Linked DNA regions of Zea mays: region 1 is linked to region 2. Evidence: chromatin contacts called from public Hi-C data. All regions are on one chromosome and are shown on one strand. The core of a region is the stretch at or near the end of the contact, and the rest is flanking DNA. Distances in the headings are between cores, read along the strand shown. Region 1 holds the start of LOC100277231 (NAD(P)H-quinone oxidoreductase subunit L chloroplastic). Region 2 holds the start of LOC100501452.

Region 1 (5,834 bases), core at 1,542-4,041, 130 kb before region 2:
AAATCAGGCATCAATAAAAACTTGATGCGCTCCATATAAATTATACTACTTCTTAGCAATTACTAACGTTTAAAACCAACAAATAACCTTTTATTTTGCTGTTAGTGTGACAAATCATTGCTGCTCCATCCAATTCAGCAACCTCAAACACCATGTAGTCCATTGTGCCAATGTGGTCTCAGAAACGACATAATGCTTACAAGAGCCAATAACGTCGTGCCATGCTTGGGCTGCAGCCTCGGCCCGTAGTGCTGGCCCGACCCGACATGATTATTTTTTATTTTACAAAAAAATGTATATACCTATATACAATTTATATTCAATATTAAAAACATCTTAGCGTGATGTTCTACTGGTTAGACAGTTTCACCCAGTGTCTCCCGCCCTTTTTTCATCAGGGCATGGGTTTCAGCCCCACCTCCTGCACTGTTTTTTAACATTTTACGCTGATTTAAATGGATCGACTGGCTAACGGGCTGGCCCGACACAGTTAGCAGGTCAGCGGATTAATTTGAAATAGCTACGAGGGGTTATTTGTAAAAAAATGACGCATGACGACCGTTGAAACTGGTGCTTTAAGTATAGTATAGATTATAAAGTAGACGATATCATAGTAAATAATTATTGTTATTATATTTTTAAAATAAAACAAGTCGGTCAAATCTGGGATAAAAAAAGTAAAACAACTCTTGCTATTGCAGGTCACCTCATTGTCACAACAATGATGAAGAACCTACACAAACCTTGAGACCTAAAATTTAGGAAAGATAAATAAAGAGTTAAATAGAGAGTTAAAAATAAAGAGTTTCTTGGAAACATTATAAGATTAATTCTTTAATTCGAACGACTAACCGTTTCGGTGCCTTTAGCCAGAAAAAGCCCTAATATGTCCCGCACGCGTCTTGAGACAGTTTGGTGTGAAGGCATTGGCGTATTGCAGAATTGCAGTACAATGATGAAAGAAAGAAGCTAAACGACACAGCAGGTCAGCGTCTACCAGGCCTACCAAGGTAAACAACTCAGGGTCTGTTTGGTTGGGCTGTGGCTGTGAAAAAAGTTGCTGTGGGCTGTGAGCTGTGGAAAAAGCAGCTGTAGGCTGTAAGCTGTTAAAAAGCTAAAAATTGTTTGGTGGAAACCACTAAAAGTCGTAAAAAATTCTTCGATATATGTTTTCATAGTTCCATCCGAAAAGTCACTAAAAGCAGGTCCAGGGGTGCTTTCAGATTTGCACTACGAGAAAGTCGACTTTTAGGAAAAGCTGCTTTCTGGATCCACCCCTTTGGTTGGCTTTTGGCTTTTAGGGGAGCAAAAGCCAAAGCCAAAAGTCAAACCAAACACACCCTCAGATTTGCTATCAGTTGTCAGGAGCATACTATAAATTATGATCCTGAGTGGTCAAGTTGTAATGACCTTAGTAAGATTGCAGAGATGATGGTTGAGAGAGTGGAAATCATGTGGATTTAGATTTGAGAGAGACATATTTACCTACATTGAAAATGGACAGATATTATGGCACTATCGAGATATGAGAAATCGCAGGATTAATCAACCTTGTTCTAGTGGCATTTACGAAATCCTTGTTATAAAATTTGATTTGCACTATCTGTCGTTACCTATATTGAGTATTTAATATACATTTGTTTATTTTTTATAGTTGGTCTTACCTTTAGACTTAGAACAATTAATGAAGAACAATAAAGATATTGCTTCGCAACAGCGGGTTTTGTACGTTATCTAAGTTGAGTTTATGTTGTCATGTATCTTTTGGAATTATGTTATTTTTTACGTGCTTTTGTTACAAACGTGTCATAACTCAGTCCGGGTCTTATGCAAATCCATGCACTGCCACTATGCAAGAAGTGCTGGGAATTGGGCCAGATCGGGCCAGTCCGGTCTAAGTCTATCGTGCTTTGTGCCAAACAGGTTCGGGTCAGGAAAGCTAAAAAACTTTTGTACCATGCCGTGACAGTCCGCAGTATAAAAACAGTGGCCCAGTCCGATCGTAAACCACGTCGTGCCTTCGTTGGATCATGCCGGCCCAAGTCCGGCCCGTATATTTGACCGCATAAAATCAAAATATTACAACCACATAAAATTCATAGTTTACTAAATTAAAGATATTAAACAATCCTAGCATCATTTGACCACATAAACTCCAAATATCACAACAATATAAAAATCGGTATCTTACTAAATTAAAGAAAATAAACACATTGAACTTAGTTGGGCGGTGCCGGCCCAAGACCGGCTCGTATATTTGACGGCATAAAATCAAAATATTACAACCACATAAAATCCATAGTTTACTAAATTAAAGATATTAAACAATAATAGCATCATTTGACCACATAAACTCCAAATATCACAACAATTTAAAGTCGGTATCTTACTAAATTAAAGAAAATAAACACATTGAGCTTAATTGGGCGGTGTCGGCCCAAGACCGGCCCATCTGTGCAGGTCGTGCCGGGGTCCGACGAGCCGGAATTTAAGACTCGGCCCAGACCCGCCATCGGGCCGTGCTAACCCGACTCATATTATTTCGTGACAGGATGTGCTTGGGCCCCTATTGAGCCGTGCTCGAAAACCCGGCCCCACACTACGACCACAGCCCGCCTACTCAACACATGCATGACGTGGTGAAGACGTGAAGTCAACTTTCCATCCATTAGATCCCCATCCAACTGTCCAGGCAGGCCAAATTATTGAGTGCCACATGACCGGATGACCCCAAAACGTCGTCTATCCAGATAAGACGCGCGCCACGGCTGCCGTGGAGTAAACCACAACGCAGGACAAGCCATCGCCCCGATGGACACCGCCGCCTCATGCCGCCTCCTCTCGCCGGCCTCCTCCTCTCCGCCCCCCTGTCCGAAGCAGCTACCCAAGCGGCGACCGACCTTCGCGGCCTCGCAGCAGCAGTCGCCCAGCTCCAGCGCCAAGTTCAGGCTCCTCTGCCTCCTCCATGACAAGGTCCATAGTAGGCTAGTAGCTAGCAATCTTGGTTTGGATGCTACCCCATCCCCACCGATGATAATTCCTGATCGTCCATGCTCTTGGTTTGTTTCCTGTTTGCTTCTCGAACGAACGCGCAGTCCGCGTCGCCAACGACGTCGGTGCAGATGCAGAGCTCACAGTCACAGTTGCAGAGGCTGGCGACGGTGTTGCAGTGCGGAGCCGTCTGGGCAGCTGTACGTACAGGAGTCTCTCGCTCAATTCCACACGGCCCTGGAGCTCGATTGGACGCTACTATACCTGCACGATCATACATATATATCGAACGTGAAATCGCAAATGCTGTATGTGTAGGTTGAGGCGCCGGCGGCGCTGGCGGTGACCGGCGAGGAGGACATCGACCTGCTAGGGATCCTGCCGCCGCTCGCGGTGTTCGCCTTCTTCTACTTCCTCGTCGCTCCTGTGCGTGAGCTAGCTACTCGCGCGGCTCTCGGTTTGCTATCAAATCGACTTCATTTGGACTGACCCTGAGTGAGTAACAAGTGTGCATGTGTGTGTGTGTGCGCGCAGCCGGTGATCATGAACTGGATGAGGCTGAGGTGGTACAAGCGCGAATTCGTGGAGACGTACCTGCAGTTCATGTTCACCTACCTCTTCTACCCAGCGTGAGTGTAGTGTACTTGCATTGCTGCTGCGGCGTCATGCCTCTAGAACTGTTGATTTTTGGGTTGCTATAGAGAATGGCAATATAATAGCTATTCTAGGAGTTCTGTAGAGCGAGTGAGAAGATCGGAATCCGCCAACTGATCTCTAGGCTATAGCCGCACAAGTGAAGTTATTTTGCTTGCCTGGCCAGCTAATTAATTAAGCTCAAAATTCATGTCATCTTCATGCAATTTGTTAAAACTCATGACCTGTATACTATTAACTGAATTTCGTGTGGCACTATTATATATAACTCATGACCTACATACTACTAACTGAATTTGGTTTGGTTTTTCCTCAAAAGCAAAAACAAAAGATCGGTTTCAGTTTCGTTTTGATGTCTGTGTGTTTGCAGGATGATGTTCTGGGCGCCATTCGTCAACTTCAGGAAGTTCCCGAGGGATCCCACCATGAAGTACCCTTGGTCCAAGCCGAAGGAGGGCACGCCGCTGTTCAAAGACAGATACCCGCCTATAGACTCCTAGATACAGCCTTGATGCTTGTACTCGGCTCGTCGCGCGCCACGGGCATGCAGGCAGCAGCGAAAAGGCCGGTTTCTTCACCTAAAAATCTGTGTAAAACATTACTATATATCACACAGTCTAATAATACCCGTGCTAGTACATGGGAAAGGTTACTATCACTAAGATTTTACCATGATCTATAGTTCTATACCTCACAACATTCATGTAATCATGTCCGTTAAAAACTATGTTCACCAGTACAAAGAAGCTCTATAATGACGGTCGTGAACATATTTTCACTGACGTTTCTTAGAACCGTTGGTCTAGTAGAAATCATCATTTTTATAGCCGGGTAGCTGATGACCGCAAGTGAAAATCCGCCAGTAAAAATCGATTTTCACTGGCGGTTAAGTTTAGAAATCCGCCAGTGGAAATCGATCGATTTGCACTGGCGGTCGACATAATAAAACCGCTAGTAAAAAATATTTTCAGAAACATTAAACATGTTTTAAAAACAGTAAAATTTTTATTTAAGGAGAGAACTATTTTAAGTCGTGGCATTTTTCGCCCGCTATACGGTTGTTAGGAATCAAACAGCTGACCTCACCCTTGCGTGTATCCTCCACTATCACTCCACCTATGACATGATTTGTGTCTAGTTTGAAGTTTTCTTGTCCACATATTACAACCAACTGAGTGTAAATTGCTTGTTTGAAATCGTAAATGAATTCAAATAAAAAAATTTGTCAACTACAAAGTTGAATAACTTTTGAATTTCTACAACTTTCATTTTGACACTTTTTTCATCCAAGGTAGTTTGCAAAATTTGAATTTTAAATTTTACATACTTAGATTCAATTTTTGAGAACCGAAATGAGTTCAAATAAAAAAGTTATCAACTATAAAGTTTCCTAACTTTTAGAAATCTACAACTTTTATTTTGATGGTTTCATCATACGAGGTTGTTTGAAAAACTCGAAAAATTAAGGTTAAAAATGATTTCTAGTGGCGGTTCCTTAAGAAAATCGATTCTAGAAATCGAAGTATACAAGCGGTTCCTTAAGAAAACCGCCACTAGAAATCATGAATTTTTACATGCGGTTTTCTTAAGGAACCGACCGTAGAAATACGATTTCTAGTGGGGTTTCTTAAGAAACCGCCACTAAAAATAGTACAAGCGGTTGATAACTTAATCCGCCTGTAAAAATATATCGCCCCACAGGATTTGAGCCTTTTTCTACTAGTGGTTACAAGGGGTTATCAGATCCGCTCCCTTCCCTCCCGTCAGAAGTAGAGGCGCGATGAGTCGTAGAAGCCCATTCCCTTCTCAACAACCCATGCACAAAGAGAGAAACACACGATGTAGGATTGGGCCTCGACCTTTTTCTCTTCTCTATTACATATGAGAGGTACATATTCTATATATAAATACGTGGTATCCCTTAGGGGTATATTCGTTTCATAACACCCTCCCTTGGGCTAATAACGCGACCAACACATGCCTCATTAAAACTCCTAAAAACCCAGTGGGAAAAATATGGAGAAAGAGCACATGGTGACGTATATTGCATTTGCACTTTATTGCCTCGCTAAAAACCTTATGTGAGAAACTTCAGAAAAACTCACCAAGGGAAAAAGAGTACAACAACTGTCATTAGGACATATTTTGATCTTTGGATCTAGATTCCATCGAATATTCTACAAGCGCTA
Region 2 (5,618 bases), core at 2,612-5,111:
ACTAGTAAGGTGATCCTCTCGATGCCACAGCCATTACATTAGAATTACATATAGCTACCTACCTAGTAGTGGTGACAATCATACGATACCGAGATGATGCATTATTGCTCTCTACATTCTATATAGTACGCATTCACGCCGCTAGCTAGTCGCTCTAGCTATGTCGTTGATGCACCCAATCACACGTATTATAAATAAATGAAAATTTATGCAAGCTCATAGAAGTGCTACATGCATCATCTCTGTCACACTACACAAATGAATTAATTACAACAGAACCCTAGCTACATGCTAGCTATTCTGCACTCCTTTGACAGGAAATGCACATGTGGCTTCAACAATATGCAGTATATTGCATTAAAGCAAATACCAAACGATACTTTTCTTTATTTACAAAACTGGTATATATATACTACAGCACGAGAAATGCAAAAGGCAAATTCCGGGTGAAATAAAATGCATGCATGCATGCCGTAAAATCCTAATTAAAAGCCGCACAGATCTTTACAAGTGGGTCTTTTATTTATTTTAGTGTATGTTCTTTTATCCAGCTACTTATTGCATGCGTGCATGACTGTGAATGGAACAAGTGTACAAAATCTAAGGCTTTGTTTTCAGGAATTCAAACAATATATTTAGACCTATAGGGCAACAACAATTCTTTTTGGCCACGGTATACAATTACCTGAGAGGTTGATCATGCAGATATATGAACATCAGTTCATTTTGTGTTACCTTGATATACTTCGCACATTTATATAAAAGTGAAAACAAAATTCTTTAGGGAAAAGATCGAGAATCGAGTTATACCTAGAAAAATTAAAATCACAATCATTCTATCTGACACTTGAGAAAATAGATCAAGAATCAACTATATAAGGTAACTCTTTGAACCTCTAAGTTTATCCTACAAGGGCATTGGACTTGTCAACAGAATCTTATGGATGACATTAGCCTAGAAGCGGTTTTTTTTTCCTTCTTAAGACTAACATATTATCATTAATACTTGTCTAATTTTATATATAACAATAACAACAACAACAAAGTCTTTTATACCAAGTAAGTTAAGATAGACTAACCCGTATGAATATTCACTTTTTTTACCATGATGCATGCAGAGTAGTATATTGCTTTTAAGATCAAGACTGTCTCTGAAATATAACCGAACCTCCTTATCTAGTACATGGGACATATGGTATAAAAACCTAAAGGTTTTGGCTTTTGCATCTTTCAGTTGATAATATTTATACATAAGTACAAATATATATTCTGAGAATTAAGTCAGTTGGCAATCGACGTGAAACTAGCTTCTTTTGATATTGAACTAGTTAATCATGCCATTAATTTGTATAGGGAATGTTGGGATGGTTTACCATATTACAACATTGATAATGAGCCTTTTGCAAAAAAAAAAAGTTTGTGATATAAAACCTATTATCATATATGTTACTTGAAGACCAGCTATATTTCATGAAATAACCTCAAAACTACTTCAAATAACAATGTTCCTCCAAAATAAAGATGAAATAGATAACAGAATATTTTTTTTGTTACTTAAGTTTTGATGATAACTAATATATATTTCGAACAGGTTGCACATGGTTCAATTGAAGTATACCTGCAAAACAAAACCAAATTATTTCACCAACAACGTGAACCTTTGGTGAAGTTCTGATCTATTTACGGAATATAATCTTGATTCTAAATTGGAGAACTAATGTGTTGGCTGCAATTTTATTGACACTGCATGCTTCTTTAATTTTGTCTAGGACAGTCCTTATAAGCACTCACAGACATTCTTTGGTTCCATATTAGCTTGCTGAAGTTTAATAATGTACTCATTGCTGTCGGACCTAAGAATTGCCATGTCAACCAATGACATCAAAACCCAACAATGTCATATATACAAAAGTATTTTAATAATTTTAATATTAGATTGTAGCCTATTTTTACTATCTATTGAATTATCTTGTGCTTTTATTTCAAAAATCTTATGGTTTTGTTTAACATGTTCTTTGAACCATTCAAATCAACAAATGCACCCTGCAAACTATCGCATCTGGAAACATACATGACATGAGCAAGTCAATGTTATAACTAGTATAAGAAAGATATGAGATTTTACTTTTACACAAACAAAATTACGAGAATTAACACAATCTAAGTCAATAGACTTTTAGTTTTTAAAAATTCCCTAAAATATCCAGACGTTTGACACATCTTCAACATCAAGTTTGGAGAAAGGCATTTGATTATAACCTTGAATAATAGTCTATATATACTCATGAAATTATCCAGTCAAACAAGCAACCTTCTTTCCTAGCTACTGTATCTTGACCTTCATAAAAAAACCCAAAAGAATGCTCAAATTTTAAAATCGAAAGCAAGCGGAGCACATTTCTATTACATATACTGCTACTAGTAACAACAAAGAACAAGAGTAACATGTGACACATAGCATTAACTTAAAGGAGTACAAATGCATATAGTAGGAAAAAAACGATAGTGAAGAAGTGCTTGACAAATAAAGGATTAACTCTAGGTAAGCTGCCAGCGGCTACTAGTACTACGTAGAAACCATGCAAGCTGCTAGCTAGTACACATAACTACATACTAATATTTCATACCGTCGAGGAAATCACCGTCTTCCTCCTCGTACTCACCGTCGTCATCGCCATCTCCTCCGTTGTCGTTGCTCATCATCTCGCTGAGGCCGTAGTAGTACTGACGAAGCACTGGTGCGGCCGACACGAGGCGGTCCAGCTCGGAGGCGTGCTCCATCTCCATCTCCATGGACGCCGCTGACCCCCCACTTCTGGAACCCAACTTCTCCGCAACACCTCCCCTCATACCTGATCCATCAGCCACCCCTGACGTCGGGGGTGACAAAGCAGCGTCGTCGCTGCCGCCGACGCTTCTCTGTGAGGGCTCGGTGGTGGCGGCGAGCCGCTCGATGGCCGGCTTGGACTGGGTGAGCAGCCAGTCCACCGTCTTGCTGGCCTTATCAAAGCCGAGCCGGTCCTGCAGCGCGAAGAAGTCGCGCGCGACGTCGAGGGACAGGCGCATCCGGCGGTCGCGCACGCCCTGCGCCGTCCGGATCTTGCTGTGCCTGTCCGTCCGAAACGGCCGCTTCCGCGGCGCCCGGGCGTGGGCGTGGGCGTGGCCCTGGCCCTGGCCGCCGGCGGCAGGCACGGCGCCGTTTCGTCTTCCACTTCCACCCTGCGGTGGCGCCGTCACTACGGCGGCCTCGCACTCTGGAGCGGCGCGCGTCGGCCTCAGCACCGCCTCCAGGGTTTCGGAGTTGGTGTGGCCGTGGCCGGGGAAGAAGTGATGGTCCACGTAGCGCTGATCCAGATGCGCGCCCCGCGGAAGCATGGGGAAGCCGGTAGTAGGGTTTGGGTGCGGGGGCTCTTGGGAGACGCCGAAATGATGGTGAGGGTTAGGGTAAGGTAGCATCTGTGGTGCATTGTTTGTACAAGCTTCTAGCTAGTAAGAGAGGAGATCTAGCTAGTTCTAGTTCTAGCGGTACTGCCACTGCTACTGTTTCTTCATCATCTTCCTCATTCGCTTGCTAGATCGGTTCCTCTCACATGTGGGACAGGGACTACACTGGAAATGGAACAGATCTTCACAGCAAGAGGTGGAGTGTGTCCATTTCGACTGGGTATGGCGCGGTGTGTGTATCAAAGCTTAAAAAGGGGAAGAGAAAACCAATTAAGGTCGCAAAAACAGATCGATGAAAAAGCTAGAGATGGTGAAAGCGGCCGGTGTGGTGCGTGGACACAGGAAGCAGAAAGTTGTGAGAGTGAAGCTTAATTTTTGGTGTTTTGTTGCTAGGACCCCTATCGTGTGTGTGGGTTTTGTTTGCTGGGATGATATCAGCTGGACATGAACCGTTGGTGTACATGTGCACAAAAAAAAACTTTCATCTCTAACTGGTTCATTTTGTAGAAACCTCCTGATATCGTGCAACCCTTTCATGCATATGTACGAGATATCATCCCCAGCTGGTTGTTTAGGGACGTATTCTATGCACAAGAAAACTTTGTGTTATACATACACTTAATTTGGACACTTGGTCTAACAATCTTCGGCTAACGTGTTTTACGAAAAACACATTTCACGCTCTCCTGCGCAGGTCATGCTATGCATTGCAAAAAAAAACCTACATCTCAGCAGAAGGCTGTTAGATAAAGAGTTCAGATTGAGTTTGTGTAAATATGCACCAAGATGATCGTGTGCATAAAATATATTGACAGGACTAGAGACGGTGAGGGCATGAGCCACACAGCATTCAGAGCAATGGCGTCGCTGACGACCAGCTACTACTGTTGCGTCATTGCAGAAGCTTTGGGCTAGGACAGAGCCCTAGAGGTAGCTGCGTGGCGTTGGTGTGCGCGGCATGGGGAGGAGTTAGGAAGGGAACAAACGACCAAGTCATTAAATCTATTTCCTCTATATACATCCTCTATATACATCCTTTATATCCGTCCTTTACAGTCTTCTCTAAAAGATTCTACCCCCTATATCTATTTCCTCTCCAACAACGTCCTCTAAATCACGTCCCCTATATGTAAATGCCTATATTAAAGACATTTTTATTTTTAAATTTTTGTACATACGTGTTTGTCATACTCTCAAATGTATTGTACATATTTTAGTTTTACTAAAACGGTTGTTTAAAGTATTCAAATAGATAGAGAACCGTTTAGAGGAACTCTATACATAGAGGATCCAGCAGCGTCCTCTAAATTTAGAGGACCGTTTAGAGGACGTTGTTGGAGGGGTAGAGGACGTCCTCATCCTCTAAATTTAGGGTACAGGAGCATTTAGAGCTCCTTGTTGGAGCTAGTCTTACTGAGGTCGATCAATGCAGATAGCTAGGGCGGCTACAGGGGATGCACTGTAGGGACACGTGGTCAGCCAGGCAATGCGTGTTGAAAAACATACGTATATCTGGGTGGTCTCTGCGTGGCACTGTAAGCTATTTCCAGCATCTATCACATCCACTATCTAATCCTTATTTCAAACTCCACTCTATAAACAATGTCTATAGTTTTATGGCTCTTAATTATTTTATCTGATCTACGAGACAGTCTAAGGACGAGATCTCACTTGCCGCCACCGTCGATCAAAACCAAGCAATTCATAAGCATTACGGTTCAGAAGTTTTTTGGATGAAGTTATCTCCCGTGGCTTAGAATAATGTTTTGTTCGGTTATTTTTATATCTCATGGATTAGAAAAAATTATGAATGTTTTTGACTTTGTATGGATTAAAACTCACATAATCCTCTCTAAAGGCCCTAAGTAATTAAGTCAGCAATTGGACTAGGTGTGTAAAGCCTAAAATTTGGTAGAAAAAACCTAATTTTGGAATTTAGAAAAATATTGTCTAAAGATTAAAGAAATAATTAAAGAGCATTTCTAAAGTTTATGTATTTGAAACTAAGTAAATATTAAAATTTTGGCTGTGATTTTAAATAAATAAATATGGTGACACACTTTACATAGATTAATAATGTTGAATTATATATGTTGAAAGCATCTGCATAAATAAGTAAGGTGGTAAATAAATAAGCAACATAAAAATCATAACGTGCATGTTGGTGATTTATT

Evidence for each region. A called contact is a pair of places that touch in the nucleus more often than the background predicts.
Region 1: a Hi-C map of tassel shows a contact between it and region 2, with 3 times the contacts expected there. The contact joins the promoter of LOC100277231 here to the promoter of LOC100501452 in region 2. A contact is called at or near these places in 3 of 25 Hi-C or Micro-C datasets (ear, endosperm and tassel).

What each region holds. Positions count from the first base shown.
Region 1 is chr7:115,524,282-115,530,115 of Zm-B73-REFERENCE-NAM-5.0, reverse strand. It overlaps LOC100277231 (NAD(P)H-quinone oxidoreductase subunit L chloroplastic), which reads left to right and starts at 2,791. Exons shown (of 5, transcript NM_001150862.1): 1 at 2,791-2,973; 2 at 3,096-3,191; 3 at 3,310-3,417; 4 at 3,526-3,620; 5 at 4,016-4,383. The coding sequence starts at 2,812. The coding sequence ends at 4,145.
Region 2 is chr7:115,392,622-115,398,239 of Zm-B73-REFERENCE-NAM-5.0, reverse strand. It overlaps LOC100501452, which reads right to left and starts at 3,861. Exons shown (of 1, transcript NM_001196163.1): 1 at 2,374-3,861. The coding sequence starts at 3,456. The coding sequence ends at 2,614.